Regions from separate parts of the Mus musculus genome. Here all the other regions are linked to region 3. Evidence: chromatin contacts called from public HiChIP or PLAC-seq and promoter capture Hi-C data. All regions are on one chromosome and are shown on one strand. The core of a region is the stretch at or near the end of the contact, and the rest is flanking DNA. Distances in the headings are between cores, read along the strand shown. Region 1 holds the start of Med15 (mediator complex subunit 15). Region 2 holds the start of Smpd4 (sphingomyelin phosphodiesterase 4). Region 3 holds the start of Hic2 (hypermethylated in cancer 2). Region 4 holds the start of Lztr1 (leucine-zipper-like transcriptional regulator, 1). Region 5 holds the start of Ccdc74a (coiled-coil domain containing 74A). Region 6 holds the start of Thap7 (THAP domain containing 7).

Evidence for each region. Promoter capture Hi-C pulls out the DNA fragments that hold promoters and counts their contacts. HiChIP or PLAC-seq counts read pairs in DNA pulled down with a chosen protein or histone mark. Capture Hi-C pulls out chosen DNA fragments and counts their contacts.
Region 1: a contact with region 3 is called in a FOXA1 HiChIP or PLAC-seq map of pancreatic cancer cells. The contact joins the promoter of Med15 here to the promoter of Hic2 in region 3. A contact is called at or near these places in 2 of 115 datasets of contacts at active chromatin or transcription factors (pancreatic cancer cells and pro-B cells).
Region 2: a promoter capture Hi-C map of liver shows a contact between it and region 3, with 5 times the contacts expected there. The contact joins the promoter of Smpd4 here to the promoter of Hic2 in region 3. A contact is called at or near these places in 6 of 39 promoter capture datasets (cranial neural crest, hippocampal neurons, liver and 2 more) and 1 of 484 Hi-C or Micro-C datasets (B cells).
Region 4: a promoter capture Hi-C map of liver shows a contact between it and region 3. The contact joins the promoter of Lztr1 here to the promoter of Hic2 in region 3. A contact is called at or near these places in 1 of 39 promoter capture datasets (cranial neural crest), 3 of 115 datasets of contacts at active chromatin or transcription factors (the SCID.adh cell line, extraembryonic endoderm stem cells and pancreatic cancer cells) and 2 of 9 other capture datasets (adipose tissue and liver).
Region 5: a contact with region 3 is called in a promoter capture Hi-C map of adipose tissue. The contact joins the promoter of Ccdc74a here to the promoter of Hic2 in region 3. A contact is called at or near these places in 1 of 115 datasets of contacts at active chromatin or transcription factors (embryonic stem cells) and 1 of 9 other capture datasets (adipose tissue).
Region 6: a contact with region 3 is called in an H3K27ac HiChIP or PLAC-seq map of extraembryonic endoderm stem cells. The contact joins the promoter of Thap7 here to the promoter of Hic2 in region 3. A contact is called at or near these places in 2 of 39 promoter capture datasets (cranial neural crest and liver), 2 of 484 Hi-C or Micro-C datasets (both in embryonic stem cells), 6 of 115 datasets of contacts at active chromatin or transcription factors (the SCID.adh cell line, embryonic stem cells, extraembryonic endoderm stem cells and 3 more) and 1 of 9 other capture datasets (liver).

The regions. Positions count from the first base shown.
Region 1 is chr16:17,721,541-17,725,022 of GRCm38.p6, reverse strand. Med15 (mediator complex subunit 15) reads left to right here and starts at 2,076. Exons shown (of 18, transcript NM_033609.3): 1 at 2,076-2,267. The coding sequence starts at 2,200.
Region 2 is chr16:17,617,185-17,620,673 of GRCm38.p6, reverse strand. It overlaps Smpd4 (sphingomyelin phosphodiesterase 4), which reads right to left and starts at 1,320. Exons shown (of 19, transcript NM_001164610.1): 1 at 1,240-1,320.
Region 3 is chr16:17,231,782-17,235,392 of GRCm38.p6, reverse strand. Hic2 (hypermethylated in cancer 2) reads right to left here and starts at 1,806. Exons shown (of 3, transcript NM_178922.3): 1 at 1,663-1,806.
Region 4 is chr16:17,507,280-17,510,992 of GRCm38.p6, reverse strand. It overlaps Lztr1 (leucine-zipper-like transcriptional regulator, 1), which reads right to left and starts at 2,310. Exons shown (of 21, transcript NM_025808.4): 1 at 1,775-2,310; 2 at 1,305-1,367. The coding sequence starts at 1,965. It overlaps Aifm3 (apoptosis-inducing factor, mitochondrion-associated 3), which reads right to left. Exons shown (of 20, transcript NM_001291070.1): 20 at 3,511-3,713.
Region 5 is chr16:17,644,866-17,648,555 of GRCm38.p6, reverse strand. It overlaps Ccdc74a (coiled-coil domain containing 74A), which reads right to left and starts at 2,086. Exons shown (of 8, transcript NM_001166164.1): 1 at 1,773-2,086; 2 at 904-948; 3 at 430-489. The coding sequence starts at 2,031.
Region 6 is chr16:17,529,686-17,533,073 of GRCm38.p6, reverse strand. Thap7 (THAP domain containing 7) reads left to right here and starts at 2,022. Exons shown (of 5, transcript NM_026909.2): 1 at 2,022-2,049; 2 at 2,217-2,296; 3 at 2,689-2,844. The coding sequence starts at 2,217.

The DNA.
Region 1 (3,482 bases), core at 827-3,326, 490 kb before region 3:
TCTTTAAAGGAAAGAAAGAAAGGAAGGCAGGAAGAAAGGAAGGAAGAAAAAAAGGAAGGAAGAAAAAGAAAGGAAGGAAGAAAGGCATGTACCACCATGCCTGGCTTTCCTATTCTTAAAAAAAAAAAAAAAAAGATTTAGATAAAGAACCTGAATTAGCTTTCTCCAGCTGTACTGCCAAATTTTGCCTCTCAAGGACTGGGATTAAAGTGGTGTACCACCATGCCTGCATCACCATGCCTGTATCACCATCACCGTGCCTGCACCACCAAGCACCACCATGCACCATCATGCATCACCACGCCTTCATCACCATGCACCACTATGTACTACCATGCCTGCACCACCATGCACTACCATGTCTTCATCACCATACACCACCATGCCTGAACCACCATGCTTGCACCACCATGCACCACCATGCCTCCACTACCATGCACTACCATGCACCACCATGTCTTCAGCACCATACCTGCACCACCATGCATCACCACGCACCACCATGCTTGGTGGTTTTGAATTTTCTTTTTAAGTTTTGTCATACTCAGTTTTTTTTTTTTTTTTTTTTTTTTTTTTTTTTTTTTTTCTTTTTTCCGGAGCTGAGGACCGAACCCAGGGCCTTGGGCTTGCTAGGCAAGCACTTTACCACTGAGCTAAATCCCCAACCCCCATACTCAGTTTTTTAAAGACTTACTTATTTTATGTATATGAGTATATTGTAACTGTCTTCAGACACACCAGAAGAGAGCAATAGATCAATGCTCTTAATGGCTGAGCCATCTCTCCAGCCCCCACACTCAGGGGTTTTTTTTTTTTTTTAGATTTATTTATTTATTTATTTCATGTATATACTGTAGCTGTCTTCAGATATTCTGGCACACCAAAACAGTACATTGGATGTGAGCCACCATGTGGTTGCTGGGAATTGAACACAGGACCTCTGGAAGAACAGTCAGTGCTCTTAACCTCTGAGCCATCTCTCCAGCCCTGACACTCAGTTTTTAATTCATTTGTGTTTAAGACTTTTCCAAAGGCCAAAAGTTTTTTTTTTTAAAGGGTGCTTTCTTCTATAATAATAAACACATGTATTTTATTTATTTCTTTATTTGTCTATTTATTTATTTATTTTGGGGTTCATTTTGGGTGTTGTTTGTTTTTGTTTGTTTGAGACAATGTGTCTCTACATAGGCCCTGGTTGTCCTGGAACTCAGTATGTAAACCAGGCTGCCTTGAATTCAACAGAGATCTGCCTGCCTCTGCCTCCCAAGTGCTGGGACAAACAAAGTTCTAAAATGAGGCCTTACATATTGTTGGAAAAAATGAAGACTTACAAAATTGGTTAGTTACCTTGTAATCTCTACTCTAAACTTAAATCATATAAACATTGAAAGGTGAACTCGAGACACATAAGCCCAGCAACAATTATCCACTTAGACCAAAATGTCCTGTATTAAGGGATGCACCACTAAGAAGCAAGGAATATGAACCACAGAGAAAACATTAACAGAAATAATGCTTTTGCTTTCCTTTTAAATATGGAGCTTAATGATTCAATGAGCAGAGATCCTAAACCTAACATTGCTTGTTGGTGAAATACTAGCTTTATTTTGATGACTGTAGAATGTACATATACTTATGTACACTTAACATATGTTAGAAATTAAAATCTCAATATTTAAATACCAAATTTATTTAAAATACCAAAAATATGTTATACATTAGCAATTATCCCAACACTGGCAACAAAATATACATAGACTCTGTATGTGTGTCTGTGTGTGGTGTGTGTGTGTCTATGTGTCCGCATGTGTGTCTCTCTCTGTCTCTGTATCTGTCTCTGTGTCTGTCTTTCTGTCTCTTTTTTCTGTCTTTCTCTCTGTTTCTGCCTCTGTCTGTGTTTCCGCCTCTGTATCTCTGTCTCTCCCTCTGTGTCTCCCTCTCCCCCTCTCCCCCTCTCCCCCTCTCCCCTTCTCCCTCTTCCCCTCTCCCCCTCTCCCCTTCCTCTCTTCCTCTCTCTTTCTGTGGCGCGCATGCGTATACAAAAGCAAGACTTCATTTCCCACAATTCTTCCTGTACTTCCGGCGTGGCCCAGTAGCGGGATCGCTCGGCTTCCGGGTTCGGGCCTGTCGCTGTGGTAGAGGCGGCGGCGCCGGGGGTGGCCGGTAGGGACTCGGGCTACAAGAGTAGGGGCTCCGGGCATGGACGTTTCGGGGCAGGAGACCGACTGGCGTAGCGCCGCCTTTCGGCAGAAGCTGGTCAGCCAAATGTGAGTGTGGCCTGGGGCAAGGACCGGTGGTCGGACCTTCCGGGCGGGGAGGGTGAGGCCGGGCTAGACCCGCTCTTGACCCTGGTCAGAAGCTGCGGTGTCCGCTGGGTGCCGGGGACGTACAAGGGTCCTCCTGGAGTCTCTCTGGCCTTTCTCGGCAGACAGGGACTGCTGGCTAGTTTTTCTGGGGAGGAACTCTGCAAACCCAGCTAGTGCCCTGGCTAGTGAGTCATCGTCCTGAGCCGCCTCGTCATTTGTGTGCAGATTTTCCTTTGCTTCGATTCGCACCGAATATAGAAAGAGAATGAGGCAGCCAGAGATTTTACACGGGTGCCGCGTGGCTTCTTTTATAAAATAAATAAATAAAACGAAAACCACATCAATGAGTTGGAGGAGGCTGGAAGGAAGGTAAATTGGAAGATTGATGTGTTTGGGTTGTAGGCAGTGGAATAGAAGAGTGCTCCGGTTTCTTCCACAAGGTGTGTCAACTTGGCCAAAGGGTAGCAGGAAATAGCTGTGGGAACTTCGGGAGTGAAGGGCAGGGATGCCCTCTGCCCACGGAGCACTGCAGAGTGCTTGTTGCACTTAGCCATTTTACTGAGTTTCCTAAAGTGTTCAGAAAATTGCCTGTGGCACAGCTTTTCCCCTGAGGGTTGGTACTGTCTGTCTGTAAAGAAACAGTACAGTCGTGCCAATGCTCAGTCATTTTTGTGGGTGCTAAAGTGTCAGTTGAGTAGACTGGAGCAGCCTCGAGTAGGTGACAGATTGAGCTCTAGAGAGAAAAGTAGGAGGGTGACAGGCCACCATTCCCAGCAGATGATTGTGAAAGCATCAGGATGGACGGCTGTAGGTGGAGAGTTCTGGGTCTTTGAAGCAAAGTAGTCAAGGATACATCATGAGGATGAGCAGATGCTGGCATGGTTAGTGTTGGGTGTTTTGGGCAAACAACTTGTACCCGTGGTTTTTTGTTTGTTTGTTTGTTTGTTTTTTAGTTTTTCGAGACAGGGTTTCTCTGTGTAGTCCTGGCTGTCCTGGAACTCAGAAATCTGCCTACTTCTACCTCCCAAGCGCTGGGATCACTGCCCGGCCCTTCCTCCAGTGTTTTACACGTGGTCTGCCTTGAGGTGGTGCAGCATTAGTGTTGGGAAGGCCCCTGAGTCCCTGGAGATGAATTAGGGACCCAAGAGAGGCCAAATAGGCAATTTGGGGAGTTTT
Region 2 (3,489 bases), core at 71-2,570, 390 kb before region 3:
GCGACAAATGAAGAAGTTCTATGAAGGAAGAATTTGAACTCACCACCAAAAATTAGGCATAGCCCTGCAGCTTCCTACCTCCCAGTGCCTATGGTAAGAAACACAAAACAATCAAGAGCTGGAAAGAGCAGAGAGCCTACTGTGTGCCACCGATGGACTAGTGATAGCTTTTCTGTCTCAGCCCTGCTCACTACAGGAGAAAAGGTGCTAAGCTGGCAATGCCAGTCTGCAAGGAGAGAAGCCAGACAGTAGGAGTTTAAGGCAGTTGTGGTTTTGAAAGACCACCAATCTTTGCCATGTGGCAAGAGAAACAATTCTTAGGTTTTGGGTTTTGTTTTGTTTTTTTTTTTCCAATTCTTAATTCAGTCTCAGTGTTAAGGAAAACTGAAAATGTTTCAGTCCTGACCTACATTGCAAACTACCATGAAATGATCAGGGCAGCATAAAATTGTGGACTACTCGATAAGGGCAGAGATCTAAAGGAGACAAGAAGTCAACTCTCTCCTCAGAAGAAGCAGACAGTTGAAAAATCAGAGATGTCTAACGAAGGTCTTTCCACGATTCCACGAATAGGGCAACGACACTGATACTCTTGCTTTTAGGCCCTGTCACCCACGCCCGAAGCCAGCGTGCATGCAGTGCCGAAGGCCTTTGCTTCGGTCGACCCCTCAAAGTCCACTTTCTTCAAGAACTGCTTGCGACTGTTTTTGAGGTTTCTAATGACTACGAACTCCAGCCAAGCTTAGCGCGCCACTGTCAAGAACTCCCTCGGCTGACTCTGAGAAGCTGCGGCGTGCCCTCATTTGTTGATCACAACTTCCTATACCTCCAAAGTTTCGAGACTACCCTATTACATTACAGAGGAGGAAACTGAGGCTCGGGAAAGTCGCAAGGTAGAACCTAAACCCACAACGAGTTCTACTACCAAACATCGCTAGCTGAGCCCAAGGTTCAACTTTCCCTCCAAGTCCCCCTCCCTCAACTCTCACATCGAGCGTTCATCCACCCCCTACCCGGACCGTCTGCGAGGACCACGCAGGAAGGCGGCAGAAAGCCATGACCCTGGAGAGCGGCGTGAGGTTGCAGCCGGGCCCTGGGCTCCCGGCCGGCCCCGTACAGGCCGAGCTGTCGGGAGGCCCAAGTCCCCCACAGCTCGAGGAGGAACGGAGCCAGCCTCGGCGGGGACCCGAGAAAACCGCACGGTGCTGGGCTGCCTCGCGCGCGGCTCCCGCCACTCACCTGCCGTGCTGATAGCACAAATCTCGAGCTTCTCAGAGAAGGGAGCCGCCATTCGGACACTCGGCGCCTAATGTCGTCATCAAGCTGCGCCGGGTGCCACGCCCCCTTAGTTTGGCGGGAATCCGAGAGGATCAAAGTAAGGTCTGAAATACAGAAGACAACAGGAATACGCGTCTAGAAAAATAGATATAGGCAAGACTTTTCAACACTGTACTTCACTGACACAGAAATAGCCTGGAGAATTAAAATGGGACTACATGAAATGAAAAGTTTCTAGAAAGAGGTTGTTGCCCTGGTGACACACGCTTTTAATCCATGCGTTCTGGAGGCAGAGGCAGGCAGATCTCTTGAGTTCAAAGCCAGAGGTTCAAGATAGCCAGGATTACACAGAGAAACCCTGTCTTGAAAAGACAAACAATCAAGCAATCAATAATTGAAACTTCTTTGAAAGAATTCTTCCTGGTTAAGAACCAACAAATATACAAGTACACAAATAACACCCCCACCCCCAATAAACCAGGTGTTGGTGGCAGCACACGCCTTTAATCCCATCACTAGGGAGGCAGAGGCAGGCAGGCAGATCTCTGTGATTCTGAGGCCAGCTTGGTCTTCAGGGTGAGTTCTAGGACAATCAGGGCTACATAAACCCTGTCTCGAAAACAAAACAAAAATCCTCATACTTCTTAAGCTAATAAAAATTTTAAAAGTTGTTTTTTTAGAGCCCTTAAAGAGTGCTTCAAGGAAGAAACCTGCACAAAATAGATAAGTACATGCAATCCTAAATACCCATCATCCAACAGGATTTACCAAGTACCCAGCATATGCCAGGCACGGTTCTGGGTGCTGCTACCTAAATCCGTCTATCAGGGATCTGATCGTCAGGCAGCGGACAGCTTTCCACCACACCATTCCCATGGCTAACATACTGCCCTATTCACATTAAGCACTCAGAACAAGTCAAGCAAGTATGTAAAAACCTCTCGGGATGCTTGCCCTGGGTTGTTGGAGCCGCTACAGACTGGGAGCTGCAGGGCCTGGCAAGGAAAGAGGTGGCCAGTAGCTGGCGCTGTGGAGGCTCCTCACCTGCTAGACTGCAGCGAATTCTGCAGGGTGGAAGGGAATTGGGGTGGGGAGTGGTGGTCAGGGGAAGAGGCGGGAGAGGGAAGTGGAGGAGGTACGCGGGCCCAACACTCACCTTTTTCAGGGTGCTCGACTGACAGAGGCTAGACTCAGGGCTTTCACAGGTCTGGGGGAGGCCACGCTGCAAAAGCTGGGCATGAAGGGAAAAAGGTGCTGAGCACCAAGGAGATGGGCTGCATGGACTTGGGCAGGTTGCAAGTCCCTGCAGACACGCCTGCTTTGGAACTCTTCCAAATCTCATCTGCTACTCTGAAAAAGCCCCACCACAGCACGATACATACTCTGTCCATGTTCTCTCTCTCTCTCTCTCTCTCTCTCTCTCTCTCTCTCTCTTCCTCTCTTGTCCCAAATATTTATATTTATTTTTCTGTTCCCATACCTTTCCTTTTCTTTTTCTTTTTTGTTTTTTCGAGACAGGGTTTCTCTGTGTAGCCCTGGCTGTCCTGGAACTCACTCTGTAGACCAGGCTGGCCTCGAAGTCAGAAATCTGCCTGCCTCTGCCTCCCGAGTACTGGGATTAAAGGCATGTGCCACCACCACCCAGCTCCCCACTTTATTTTTGTTGTTGTTGTTTTGTTTTGGTGTTGTTGTTTTATGGGTTTTGTTTTGTTTCTTTTCTGGAACTCACTATGTAGACCAGGCAGGCTTCAAACTCTGCCTTCAGGGTGATGGGATTAAAGGCTAGGTTTTCAGGACCATGACCCAGATAGCCACAGTGGACAAGTCTTGGACAAGTCTTGGAACAGGTCTGCCCTGAATGCCACAGGACTCACTGAATACTGCATTTGTTTTTGGCAGACTTGCTGAATCTTACCCTGGCTCCCCTCGCCTCCTTCCTGACGTGTGTGCTCAGTAGCAGCTAATGACTTTGTGTCCATGTCTCTGCCTACATCAGGGACCTGAGGTCAGAGGTAAGCCTTTTGCTCCTTCCTGGCTGTGGCTAGGGGGTTGCAGTTCAACTCAGCATGTATAGGCGAGCCTATCTGTGGGTCTCCACCCTGGGTCTGCAAACCCATCTACCTTCTGGGGCTCTAGTTGGCCTCGCCTCAGGGAGTGTACTGTTGGATCAAGGACTGGTCCAAACAGACTAGGGTCTGTTTGCCTAACTCC
Region 3 (3,611 bases), core at 557-3,056:
CTCAACACCTTACAACTAACCTGCAGAAAGCCAGGAGCCAAATTAGTAAACTGAATGAACAGCATTGCTCCCCTCGCAGCAAGCAGGCAGGCAATGCAAAGACTGGACAACTTTTCCCAAGTCTACCCTGTAGGTTTCAGAGGTTTTCATTAAAAAACTGCATAGGACAGAAAGATCACCTGCAGGCACATGACTTCTTGCAAAAACCTTAGTGGGAAGGTTTGGCCACACATTTGTCTCTAGAGGCCAGCCTGAGGCTGGACCATCTGCTTTCTTTCAGACTACTCCAGGAGCTCTGCTCCACCCAGCATACTTTTTCGAGAGACAGAGCTACAGAGTGGTTACACAGACTACGATCCTAAAAATGTCTGCTTGAAAGCCAGGGATTCCAGATACGGGCAGATAACAGTGGAGGGGCAAGGCCAGGAGGAATCAGAAGCAATAATGTGGCATCCCTCTAGGGTTTGCCTCCATCCCACCAACCTTTGTCCTAGATTGGAAATCCCAAGTTCAGCCTAGAAGATGAGCCCCTCCACGACCTGCCGAATCTCCTGGTCCTAGGTGCAAAAGCCACAGCTAGCAAACCCCAGTAACAGTCCAGTCACAGGATTCCTATAGGCAAGGATCCGCCCCTCCCCCATCGCCACATATGTCAGTGGGGGTGGCCTCTCAGTGTTACACCCCTCCTGCTGATTGAAAGTGAGGAACCTGGAACACAGCTTTCCAAATGCGCCTGACAATTATAACTAGAAAAGATACTGTGAAGAGGGGGATAGAACACATAAGTAAATAACTTCTGAATCTCTCCGGCCAGCCAAGATCAGCACGGGACTCTCGTCGCAAGGTAGTCCAAAACTGTTCAGGGCGCGGCCGCTGAGAGTATTATCTGGCCTCAATCACTCCAAGTACCTAAGTCACTGCCCCCCAGGGAGAGGTATTTTCCCCCAGCACTTACACCCAGGCTTGTGTGCATATGAACCATTCTGGAAGATAAACAGAGAATGACAAGCTAGGGCCCCTCAGCTCACTCCCTGAGCCAGCCAGTCCCTTCCTCTTGCCACCCGACCCCCTCCCCCCAAGCCCATCTCTCTTCCTGCCAGGCGGCTGCCTCCAGCAAAGGTCTGGGGGCAGGGCAGAAAGCCCACCCAGCCACGGAGCCGGGCCCTCTAAGCCCTACCCTGTCCCTGACACGGCCAGTCCCCCAGCCAGGAAGGGTACTCGAGGAAAAGGACTGCAGACCATACACACAAGCGCAGTTCTGGAAACCGTAAAGCGTTCCAGTGAGGGGCAGCCGCAGGCGTACAGCCGTTTGCATAATGGGAGAACGCCCGCCTGTCAGGCAGCATAGCTCGCCCGACGCCGTTCGGATTAGATTGCTAATGAAAAGGCACAAAGAGCCGGCGCCCGCTACCCCGTCGACCCCCGCTCCACAGACTCGCGTCCCCGGACTGGCGCGGCCCTGGGGGCTTTGTGCCCGGAGTCCCCGTGCCGGCCGCAACCCGCCGGGCACCTGAACCACAAAGCCCCCGCCCGTCCAGGGTCCCGCGTGCGCCTCGGTTCGAGACTAGGGGCCGTGCGCGCGCTCCGTCCCACGCGCGCCCACGCCCCCCTCTCCGGGGGCGCGCCCGGCCCGCGTCGCCCTCCCTCGAGGACACCGCTTACCTCAGGTGCCTGCCAGAGGCCCCTCGTCTTGGGCGCCCGACCTGAGCTGCACGCGCCCGCCCTGTCCGCCCTCCGCCGGCCCCCGCTCGGCTCTCCGCCCAGCGCGCCCAGAGCGCTGCTCACAGCCGCCCGCTCCGCGCCATCTTGGAAGCTTGTGACGTCAGCTCCACCCGCTCACCCCTGACCCACATCTGAATGGGCGAGCGACAGGGCGGACCTGGAGGCGGACCCTTGTGGGGGCGGAACCCTGAGGCTGGGCGGGGCCGCCGAGGGGTCTGAGTCCAGGGATGGGCCAGTGGCTGCGGCAGAGTGTAATGGGGGAGGGGCGCACGGGAGGTCGCCTACAGGGTCCCGATGCAGGCGCCAGAACGGGATGGCAACCTCACCTCAAAATACTTGACGGGCAACACCCAGCGAAACAAGAATCCTGCTCTTTACCACGGGTCTATGCCCAGCCCTCAAACGGAAGACTGACCCGTTTTGAGCCTGACCCGGACCCTTCAGAACCCCCAACACTATCACCACCAACCCGGTTCAGGTGGCCTGCGCCTCTCCTCTTCCGCCCGTTTGAGCCCCTTGATCTACGCAGAGTATCTCAGTCTATAAAGTTTAGCACCCAAAGGCTGCTTGCTCCGCTGTCTGGGCTGCAGGAAGGCCTGCGTGGTTCTGATTTTAAAGGAGAAAAGAGGCCTGGGAGTCTTAACCCTAAACTTCTCCTAGGATCCTTACATCCACTCTCGCGAAGGTCGACCCGGATTGCGCAGAGGGCGGAGAGGTCCGTGTACACTCTGCTTACTTATCCAGAGTTCCGGTGACCGCCGCAGGTCACAGGAGTTTAGGCAGCCCAGTAAAGACCCAAGACTTGTGGCCATCCAAATGTATTGGGGTTCACACGGAGTTATTCTCTAGAGAGTTATTAGATGACCATCTCTCTACTTTGAACACTAAACACTAAAGCCCACCACTGTTAAAGGTCAGAAAAGTCCTAGCCAGAACCTACAGCTGTTCTATAGGGAGGTTGTGACCCAGAGTCAACATTGAAACCCAATTCAATAACCCTTCACAGAGGCAAGCATGCTTTCCGAATGTACAAGCTTAAAATAACAGATTAAAAAAAATTAAAATTCTTAGTTTACCCAATAGCTACATAGCTAATACATGATTGTTTTTACAACTATCATCTTTGAAACACCAAACAACAGAAATAGGAGTACATTTGTCCTAACAGATATTAAAGCAAATTATAAAGCTACTGCTGTCAATTATACTAGCCAAGACATAGAATACTATGCCTAAACATCCTAGAAATGGCGAAAACTCAATAGATTGAAAATGGGTGGCATGGGGCATGTCTTTAGTCCCAGAACTCTGAAGGCTGAAAGAGGCAGATCTCTGTGAATTAGAGCCAGTCTGACTACATAGTGACTTCCAGTTGAGCCAGGGCTACACAGTGAGCCTGCCTCAGAAAGGAAAAACAAAAAAGAACTATCAAGCACGTGTTAAAGGAATTGTCAATCATGAAGAACAGCTTAGAGGTGGGCTGTTTTGAAGACTTACTGAGCCAAGTGTGGTGGTCCTGCCACTCCCTAGGTGATGGTTACAGGAAGGAACATTTTTTTCAGTGGTTATAGTCACTGGTAAACTGACTCCTATAAATAATACACTGGTATTGCCCTGACTCCTATAAATAATCACCCACTTATTCCCCTGTAAGCAGTTCTAATTAAATTCACTAAATCACATAAAAAAGAAAGAGTATGGGGCTGGGGAGATGGCTTAGTGGGTAAGAGTACCCGACTGCTCTTCTGAAGGTCCAGAGTTCAAATCCCAGCAACCACATGGTGGCTCACAACCATCCTTAATGCAATCTGATGCCCTCTTCTGGAGTATCTGAGGACAGCTACAGTGTACTTACATATAATAAATAAATAAATCTAAAAAAAAAAAAA
Region 4 (3,713 bases), core at 1,061-3,560, 280 kb before region 3:
TTTTCTTTTGAAACTGCATACTGAAACCACTTCTGTTTATTACCACATAGTTATCTACCTGCTCCAGTAGATGCTGAGGACAGCAGTCCTAATGTCCTACCCACTCTATGCTAGCTGCCAGCCTTTTTTGGTGTAGAAATTCTTACTAAGGCTCGTTCTTTTCTTTTGCTTAGTAAATGATTACATCTGGACACTGCTGTAGGAAACAGTAAGGAAATGGATCTCGGCCAACACCAGGGGCAAGTGGCACTTAAAAGAGATAAGAGGGCACAAGGCCTCACCCAAAAGAACATTAGAAGAGGACAGAAGTGTGGAAGGGAAGGAACAACATTGCAAATGGCTAGGCAACAAGGATGGGGACAAGGTCATCAAACAGACAGGACAGCACTAACAAGCAGGCCATACCCTCCTATTAGGACAAAGAAGACAGAGGCATTCAGGACTGTGAACCAATTAACGCGCACTCTGATGTGCAGTTGTACATGAATCCCCAACTGCTCTTGGAGAAAGAGGCTGTGGAAATGAGCTAAAATCCCAGACAGTCATGGCCAAGTTTGTATGTCTTAATAGACCTGAAAAATCTCACTTGCTCTAGGTCAGCTACCTCATGTAGTCTACAGGACCAAGGCTATAGTGCCTGTTCTGGGCTTTAGGCCAGGTTCTAGGCCTGAGAGGAGGGAGTCATATGTAAACACATAACCTCAGCTTACTTGGTGGAAGTCTATGTGCATGGAGATGTGCTTACTAGGTCATTTCCAGGAATATTATTTTCCAGGAGGTTAAAGCAACACAGGGAAATCTCCACCAAATGTGTGTACAGCATCAATAAAACTGTTTTAGAGGTAGTGAGATGACTCAACAAGACTTGCCACCATGTCTTGCAACCTGACTTCAAGCCCTGGTACCCATACAAGGAGAAAGATGATTCCTGCTAGCTGTTGTCTGATCTCCACATTTGCGCCCCTCCCCCCATAAGAGATGTTACAAAACAAAAATTTGGGCAAAGCCTAGAGAGAAGTGTAGGGAAAGAAGAAAAGTGCCAGTAGGGCTAGCATGTTTCTTCCAAAGCTGTCTCCTCTTTCAACACAAGGATATCTCCATGAACCTAGCACAGGCTGCCGTTTGAATGCTGGATAAAAGGGCTTTAGGGGTAGGGTCTTCCTCACCGTAACATGGGAATCAAGGGCAAAGCACCACACAGATGGCGAAACAGAGGCTCACAAGGCATAGCTAATGACTCCCATCCTCTGTCTCTCTCTGTCATCATCCCCTGCCACCACTTCCATCAAAACAGGCAAACTCACCCGTTGTCTCCACCAAACACATAGATGGCATCCTTATATGCCACGACTGTGTGCTTGCTGCGCCTAGAAAGAAAGAAGGGGTGAAGGGTGGTGAGACCGGAACTCTCCCAGCTGGCACCCAAGAAATGGGACTACACACATGGTTGCTACCACATAAGTTTGGACAAAGCCTCTCAACTGCTAAGATCTATAGAGATCCTTCAGTTCTTCAGACAGCAAGGACATACATCGGGGACGCTTCAGACTTCCCACTCATACCTCACAGCTCAGGGACCCAAACAGGATCCTCAGAAACACAAGTCTGGTACCCTGCCTAGAATCACTACGGTGCTGTTCCCTGGGAACTCAGCTTTGGGAACGACCAATCTATACTCCAAGACATCACACGGGATTTCGTCCCTACAGCCCGTCCTAAGACCAGCTCTCGTCCCTACTACCAGTGCCTTCAGGATCCCTGTACACTGTCGTACCGGGCGCCCACGAATTCGTCACAGGGCGGGAGGCGCCGCCAGCGATGCACTGTTTCGAAGGGTCCAAAGTTGAGCGTCAGGTACTCGACACTGTCTGAGCAGCTGTGGTCAAAGTCCACGCTCGGAGCCACCTTGGAGCGTACCCCTCCTGTCAAGGCCCCGGACCCAATGGGGCCTCCGGAGCCAGCCATCCCTTGTTCAGGCTGGATAGGCCGCCAGGTTGCAGGACTCACGGCCACCGCCCGGGCAGAGCCAAAGGACTACACTTCCCAGAGAGCCCTGCGCCGCTGGTGTAGCACTTCCGGCCGGTTTGTCGGGCCTCCCGACAAACCTCGCGCTTCCCGCGACGCGGCTCGCTATCGAGGAACCTGGCAGCCCGGCTCCTCGCATTATCGTATATCGAGCACATCACATTCTGGAAAGTATTTCTGGCCAAGTCTCGATTTGGGTTTCCTCTTTCAGGATACGCACTCAGACCATAGTAAACCACTGACATTCTCAAGGCAGCGGCGAGCTACACGCTCCCGGCATGCCTTGTAGTCGGGCTTTGCTGTCTCCCGGAAGATCCCCCCGCCCTCCTCCAGGATGAGGTTTCGGACTTGCAAGCGAGCTGCTCAATTGTCCACCTTCTGTTTGTGCTCCCCAAACCTGATCTTCACTGCTCCCCCTCTGCTCTCTCTTGGCATTCTTGTCTGGGACTCTCGATGGCGGGGCACCTCTGGGTTCTCAGTTGAGAGCAGTATCTTCATTTATTTCTCTCCTCTCTCTTCCTCCCCCTCCTTCTCTCTCTTTTTTTAAAAGATTTATTTATTATTATATCTAAGTACACTGTAGCTGTCTTCAGATGCACCAGAAGAGGGCGTCAGATCTCATTACGGATGGTTGTGAGCCACCATGTGGTTACTGGGATTTGAACTCATGACCTTCAGAAGAGCAGCTGGTGCTCTTAACCACTGAGCCATGTCTCCAGCCCCTTTCTCTGTTTTGCTGTGGGTTTTGAACCTAGGATTTGATCAGCATGCACTCTGCCACTAGGCTACACCACAATTTGTGTGTGTGTGTGTGTGTTTTATTTGTAGTCTGCTGCCAGCTGAATCACCCGTGAAATGATTCAGGAAGTTCAGGCAAAAGGGACACATGTAGTGAAATGGATATAATGTCAGTTGGTCTAGTTTCATATTTTTTTGGTAAGAGCTTATAAATGTAAAATAGTAAAAGTCAAGAGCAGCTTCACAATGGCTATCCTAACTGTACAAAAACAAAACCTAGAGATATACAGAATGCAACTGGATAGGTTTTTGAGTGACTACTGCAATCTAGCAGAGTGTATTTGTGAGTTAATAACAATGAGGTGATTTTCATTTTGTTTTATTTCAGACAGGGTTTCTCTGTGTAGCTCTGGCTGTCCTGGAACTCACTCTGTAGATTAGGTTGGTCTTGAATTCAGAGATCTGCCTGCCTCTGCCTCCCGGGCACTGGGATTAAAGGTGTGCGCCACCACCTCCTGGTCTGAGCTCAGGTTTCTGTGGCAGCATGGAGTCTGCAGGACCCAGCTCCCACCTCTCTTAAGTGGACAAATACAAAAGCTGTCTCTGGCTTGTGAAGCTTTTTTAAAAAAAAAAAACAAAAGACTGAGACTTCTAACCCTCCTGCCTCTGTCCTGAGTGCCACTATTACAGATGTGTCACATCATGCCTGGCTCTAAGTGTCGGCCCAATTACACTAGGACACAGTTCTGCTGAGACATGCGTTTTAATTTTAAGGTAATGTTGAAGGGGCTTGCTGGGAAAATCGTCCTAGTAGAGGAAACCAAGGCAGAGCCTGTCCTGCCTCTACACCCAGCTGTCAGTGACAGCTGAGGCATTAGGAATGGACCATCTTCTGGAGGCTGTGGTAGCCTGGCTGGAGGCGAGGCAGACAGGTCAAGGCAAGCCTTGGA
Region 5 (3,690 bases), core at 837-3,336, 410 kb before region 3:
GTAGGTCCTGGCATCTGGGCTGCTGGTCAGCTGGGGCTGCTGCTAGTGAAGTTGTGTAGCCTCCCAGAGGAAGTGAGTGGGAGAAGAGGCTCTGTTTATTTTGTCCCTGAGATGTCATGGGGGGGGGGCTTGGTGGAGCACATACCCACCTCCCAGGAGAAAATAGGGGCTTGGAAAGTACTTGAGTTCCTTTGTTAACGGCTTGGCTACTCACTCACTACCCTACCTGGGTGGGCCTGCTACATCATCTGGCTACACTGACAGCCAGGCCTTGTCTTGCTTGTAGCGCGTCCCCTCAAGGACTCCTGGCCCAGTCTCCTTCTTGGTTGTTTCTGTACATAGGATATCAGGGCCACCCCCTTTGCGAAAGAGGGTTTTCAACTCTAGGCAACACCTCCCGCTGACTGCCCAGCCTGGGCCCTGGCTCACCGGACATCGTGGAATTGGAGGCGGACTTGCCAGAGTGAAGGCTCCATGTGGAGATGCTGCCTGTGGGAAGATGCAGGGCTCAGCCTGAGAACCCACTCCTGCCTGTTACCTGGCCCTCCATGTTCGAGCAGGGCTGTTTTCCATACAGGGAGTGTGGTAAGAAACCCCTCACTCAAGTGTAAGGAACCAGCGGTACAGGGCTGGGGAACCAGAGGCAGGCACCACAGCAACCATCAACCTACCAGGGGATGGGGCTGCCCAGGAGCTGTGCTCAGCAGAGGGAGGGAGGGTATGCAGCCACCTCATTGTCCCTACTGCACACACGTCATGCCTTTGGTGTTGAGAGCAAACAAGCAAGCTGTGGCTGGGGAAAGGGCCACCTGTCCAAGTGCCCAGAACTGGTCTCCTCTGGGTTAGCATGCAGGGCTCCCTGCTGCCAGATAGGCTTGAGTGATAACTCCCTGCAAGTCCTACCTTTTTTCTGAGGCTTCTCATTCATGATTAGCTTGTAGTGGAGATCTGAAAGCAAACAAATACTCCTTATCACACTTAAAATCTACAGCCACTGGGAGCACAAATGTGGCCTGCTCTTTGGGTCCCACCAGCTTTTTCCACCAACCCTTTACCTCAGGCATCTCAGACCAGAAATGCCTCTAGCTGATCCCTGTCATCCCCAACACCTGCAAGGTGCCCATCCACTAGGCCAGGCAGGGGCAGGGCTGCAGGGCTGCTGAAGTGAGACAGGATGGCTGGCTAGCCTTCCAGGAGCCCCTGGCAATGGTAAGGTAAGTGGGGTGTGGCATGGGGCTGGTCAGTCAGACATGGGGTGAGTCTCAAGCAGAGCCCTAATGTAATAAGATGCCCAGGTAAAGACAACACCAGAAAGAGGGAGAAACCCGAGGCACAGGGCATGGAGTGGGGGGAAGCAGAGGAACCCTAGCTGAGCTGTAGACAGTGAAAAGCAGTTATGTCACAGGGTGGCCTGAAGTTCTGAGTAGGCCAAGCCTTGGGGGTGGGGGTCGGGGGTGGGGTGGAGCAGCATCCTGGCAATCCCTGCCCAAAATCTGGATGTGCTTAGTTGGTGACCCATTTACTGGAATTTGCTGTGTGCTGTTTAACTTCGGCAACAGTTTTAAATAATGAGCCGGACTACACCCTGCCCTGCACAGAGTGCACAGGAGGGTCAGCGTTCATTTGGGCTGGTGGGCACAGGAGGACTGAGCCTATCGGCAGGCCCTACCGAAGAGAAGCCTCCCGCATCCTTCCCCGCACCCGGAGACTGTTAAGAGTTGATGGCCGTGACCTTCAGGTTGTAAATGCTGGGCCAGCACCCAGAGGCTCACCCTTATTCTCCCGCTTCAGGTGCTCGATCTCCTCGTGGAGTTTGACTAGCGTCTCCGAGTGCTGCTGCTGTAGGAACTGCAGGCTCTTTTCCAGGTCCAGGATCCGCTTCTGTGCTTCGCTGAACCCGAGCGGAGGCGGCTGCGTCCCCGCGTGCTGCAGGCCGGCGGGAGGGCGCGGGCGTAGGCGGGCCGCGCCCCGGGAGCCTGGGGCCGCGGAGCTGAGGGGCCGAGCCCCGGCCGCCAGCCCGGCCCCGCTCATGAAGGCGTCGCCGCCGCTCAGTACTGGCTGCTGGAGCCTGGCACTCGGTCGCCTTGGGAACCGGCGCGCCGGAGAGGGCGGGGCGCGCCGCGGGGCGGGGCCTGCGGCCGCGTTCCGCAAAAACCAAGGCGCCAGACTCTTGAACTGGTCCGGAACAGTAGTTCTTATGAGTGCTGTGTGCGGTGCGTGTGCCTGTGGAGACCAGCACTCGACGTCCGGTCTCATTCCCCACCTCATAGATTTTGAGAAGAGGTCTGTCTCGTCTTGTGACTAGCTGGGCTGGCCCGTGAACCCCAGGATCTTCCCATTTCCCCGGCTTCCAGCGCTTAAGATCCCGGGTGTGCGCCTTCCCTCCCCACTTCTCATGTGGGTGCTAGGGACCCGAATTTAGACCCGAATTTCTCCTGCTTGGGCAGAAACCACTATACCTTCTGAGCCATCACCCTAGCCCCGCTTGTACTTTTGAACCAGGGTCTCACTCTGTAGTGCAAACTAGCTTGGAATTCATTGTGTAAAACCGGGATTATAGATGTATGCCAAAGCACTGGCTTTTTTGTTTTTGTTTTTCGAGACAGGGTTTCTCTGTATAGCCCTGGCTGTCCTGGAACTCACTTTGTAGACCAGGTTGGCCTCGAACTCAGAAATCCGCCTGCCTCTGCCTCCCCAGTGCTGGGATTAAAGGCGTGCGCCACCACCGCCCGTCGCACTGGCTTTTAAAGTGGGTCTTAGTCTTTCATTTTAATAGCTCACATTTTTGGATACATAGTAATAGTTTCACAAATCTTCCAACACTCACTGAATCTTTGTGTATAAATAGAGCTGTCTGAACCAACACAAGAGAACCGGCCAGCCCACTTCTTTAATTCCAGCAAATGGGAGACAGAGGCAGGTGGATCTTCCAGAGTTCCGAAGTCTGCCATAGTGAGTTCCCGGAACAGTCAGAGCTACACAGTGAGAACCTGTCTTCAAGAAAACAAAAGTCCAGTGCTTGCCTTTACCTAGAGAACCCAGCCAGCAGGATCAAAAACAAGAAAGTCCTGGCTTTCTAGACTTTAGTTTTTTTTTTTTTTTCATTTATGCGTACCCGTATGAGTATATTCTGTGGGTGTGCATGTGTGAGCATTGAGCCCCGGAGCTGGAATTACAGGCAGCCTTGGGTGTCTGCTGGAAACCAAACTCAGGTTTTCTGGAAGAGCAGGAAGCTCTCTTTCTTAACTGCTGGCTCATCTCTTATCCACGTGAAAACTAGGCCACTTACTTTTTATGACATGGTAGATTTGTTTGTTTGAGACATAGTTTAGCTACATAGGCCAGGCTGACTTCAAACTCAGAGATCTGCCTCTGCCTCCTTTCTGAATCCTAAGATTAATGCCTGGTTTGGAAACTTAATTTCTAAGAGAAGGCTATGCAAAAGTCACCTCCCAATGGGTCAGTGTTTGACACTTGTCTACCATGTCCATGTCCCAGAGGTCCATCCTTTGCACAGCAAAAAGCCCGATCTACATAGAGTTCCAGGTCAGCAGAGCTACATAGTGAAATCCTGTCTTCAAAACAAACACACACAAATAATAAAAAGATCATTTCAAACTGATCCTTGAAGCTCATACCTATAATCCTAGCCTAGGATACAAAGTTTCATTACAGACTACACAGTGAGAT
Region 6 (3,388 bases), core at 773-3,272, 300 kb before region 3:
CAATACCAAAGTCCAGCCAGCACTCAACTCGTCACCGGTACAGAAATCAACATTTGAATAGTACAAAGACAACCTTTACACTGTGGGAAAAAAAAGATTACCCCGACAGACTGTGGTCTGCTAATCTAATACACTTGGAAGGTCCCTGCCCCCGCTGCAACACTTACCTCTCCTCCCTCTGACTTGAGCTACGTCAGTTAGCCCCACTATTTCAATAAAATACTCACCACTGCCTGAGACCCTGCTCCCCAGCTCCTCTGCATCCTGAGACCACCAGTGATCAACGCCCAGTCGGGAGCAAAGGACCCACATCTGGGGCTCAAACAGGGATGCTCGGAAGATGGCAAGGATTTCCTTCTGAGGGACATCAGCATCCCAACCTGAGGATCCTCAGCTGGTTCTTCCTTCTTCCTTTACCTTCAATTTGAGGCATCGCAAGGGACTGACTACGGTGAAGGGGCAACTTCTTTTGGTCGGGGCTAGCCTTGAACAGGCTGAATCAGACCTTGTTTTACCACAGTTGCCTAGCCCACCTAGGGTGGAGTCTTCTAACCTAGGTGAAGTCTATTGTCTGGCCACATCTTGTGGAGGAGCGCCCTGAAGACTGCCCCTAGGTGGAGCTCACTGCCCTTGAACAGGCCATTGAGTATATTAGAAAATGACCTGCCACATCCACACACACCCTCTTTATGCCCCACTGATGCCTTATGCCCCCTCCTGCCTCCCTCACACCCTAAGAACACTCATAGAACTCTTGAAGGCTCTTTGTCTTCTACCTCCCACACCCACCAACTATGTGAAATTAGAGATTCGTCCAAACTTCAGCACAAATAAAGTAACACCTGGGTTTTCCATGTTTTCAACTCACTTACTCTCTGCCCCTACACTGGTATCCCTACTGGGCCAATGAATTAAAAGAGGTTAGACAATCAAAAGGAGGATGGTACTCATGCACCCTGGGCCAAATCCATTCTTCTGAGTCTTGTGCAGCTCTAAGTACACTACTGAGCCAGCACATCGGTTGGTCCTTCTTGCCCCCTATTCCTTCAATGGGAGGCTTTATATAGGGATGAATGCCTCCAACAGATCAGGAAAAATCAAAACCAACTAAATAGGGGCTTCGATGACCTTTTCAGCCAAGACAACTCCTCTACAGGAGCATAACAGGCTACCCAACCTCGCCGGTACTTAGATCAAGTATGCCTTTGTGCCCTTCAGGCCTGGAGTCCCATAACCTCCCCTTCTGCATCCCAAGATTGTAATTGTTCACCTCTCTTCCCCCAGCAGAAACCCAAGGAACCCATTTCTGACTTTGTTCCTGCTACAAAAGTGAGCCTAGAATGTAAAACGCCTGATCCTGTGGTCAGAGAAATCCCCCTTCAAAGCATCACTGGGGAAACCGTGCTCTCGGAACACACCGGCTAGCGTCTCAGGGTTTGAAAAATGAACATTCCGATAACTGGACAGTTGCTACTTAGTATATTGGGACGGCCTCCCATAAGGTCACTATCTTCACCCAGGCCTTTACAAGGCCATTAAAAGAAAATGTTCTAAATGTGTCGTTAACATTTTATTTTGTGCATGTATATGGGGATCAAAGGACAATTACTGGACGTTGGTTCTCTCCTTCCAGCAGGTTGCGTCCTGGGGATCAAATTCAATCTTCAGGGTTGGTAGCAAGTGCTGAGCCACCAGTCCGTGGCCGAGTTCTTTCAGTAAAGAGCCCAGGTTTTTCTTGGTGGTGGATCTTTTTCAACCAGAGTGTGCGCGTACGTTGTTCAGGGAGCAGTACAGACCACACCCAGCTGCTTCGTCCAAACGACAGACGCTCAAACAAAACAGGGACCCGAAACTACAGATGCAGAAACCTCAACTCGGGAGCGACGATCGCCATCCCTCACTCCCAACATCCGGTGGCCCGCCCCGCCAGGATCTCTTCCGGTCCCGCCCCTTGGGGGCCCGCGCCACGGGCGACGGAGTATCTCTGCTCCCAACTTCCGCGTCGATCCACCCATCGCGAGATTTTGGCGGCGCAGCAATGGCAAGACCGTGAGTACCGCTGACGGGAGTCTATAGAACGAGCTAGGACAAGACTGGTACGGGGTCGGGCCTCGGGGAGCCGACCGGCTCGGGCCCTCTGGAGGGAGTGACAGTTGGGCGTGAAGACAGTCCTCCCCCGACTGCCGCCCACCACCCAGATCCCGCCCCTTCCCCAGATGCCGCGACACTGCTCCGCCGCCGGCTGCTGCACACGGGATACGCGCGAGACTCGCAACCGCGGCATCTCCTTCCACAGGTCAGCGCGCGTGCGTAGTGGCACGCGAGGGCTCATAGCGCAGGCGCCGGTGTTGCCGCACCTTAGGCCTCGCAGGAGACGGCGCTTTCCCGAGGTCGATGTGAGGCTTGAACTTGTGAGCGGGAGGGTGACAGGGAAGGGCGCATAGTCTCGAGTCCAGCCGGAAAAAGGACTGGACGCTTACCTGGCTTGGATTTACAGCTCCGACTCATTCCTGCTAGATGATGCTGAGCCGGCCCCTTTCTTTCTCTCGTTCTCAGTTTCTCCTTTCCCCCAGCGGGTGGTAATCTGAAAGGGTCGCGGGGAGGTCTGCCATTCTTGCTTGGGGAGCTTGGGCATCCTGAACGCAGGACTGTAGACAGTCTGGTGCTCACGGTTTTGTGGCTCTGCAGACTTCCCAAGAAAGACAACCCCAGGCGCGGCTTGTGGCTGGCCAACTGTCAGCGGCTGGACCCCAGCGGCCAGGGCCTGTGGGATCCGACCTCTGAGTACATCTACTTCTGCTCCAAACACTTCGAGGAAAACTGCTTTGAGCTGGTGGGAATCAGGTGGGTCTTTCTGCCAGCTAACACCAGGACAGGTTGTGAGGCATCAGAGCAGTGGGTCAAACGAGGCAGCTCTTTGCCCTGGTGGAGTCCATGCACATCCGCTGGCATGCTCAGAGACAAGCAGACCAGTTGTCAAGCGTGCCAAGCCTCTTTCCAGTTTTGTACAGTTAAAGCATGATCCCAGGATCACTGTGCCAGTGACATTAGAGAAAATCAGGCTTTCCAGGCTGGGGAAATAGCCCCCTTTGCTAAAGACGTGGTATGCAAGCATTAGGACCTGATTTCAGATTCAAGGACCCAAATAAAAAGCCACATGTGATTGCTTGTTCCTTTAATCCCAGTCCTGGAGAAGACAAAACAAAAAGGGGATCCCAAGGACTTATGGAAAAGCTAGTCTAGATGAGTTGTTGAGCCCTGTGTTGAGTTGAGAAACTTGTCTTTAAAAAAATAAGGTGGAAGGGCTGGAGAGATGGCTTAACCATTTTAGAGCATTACAGAGGACTGGGGTTCAATCTACCTCTGAGGGCACGGGTACACATATGTA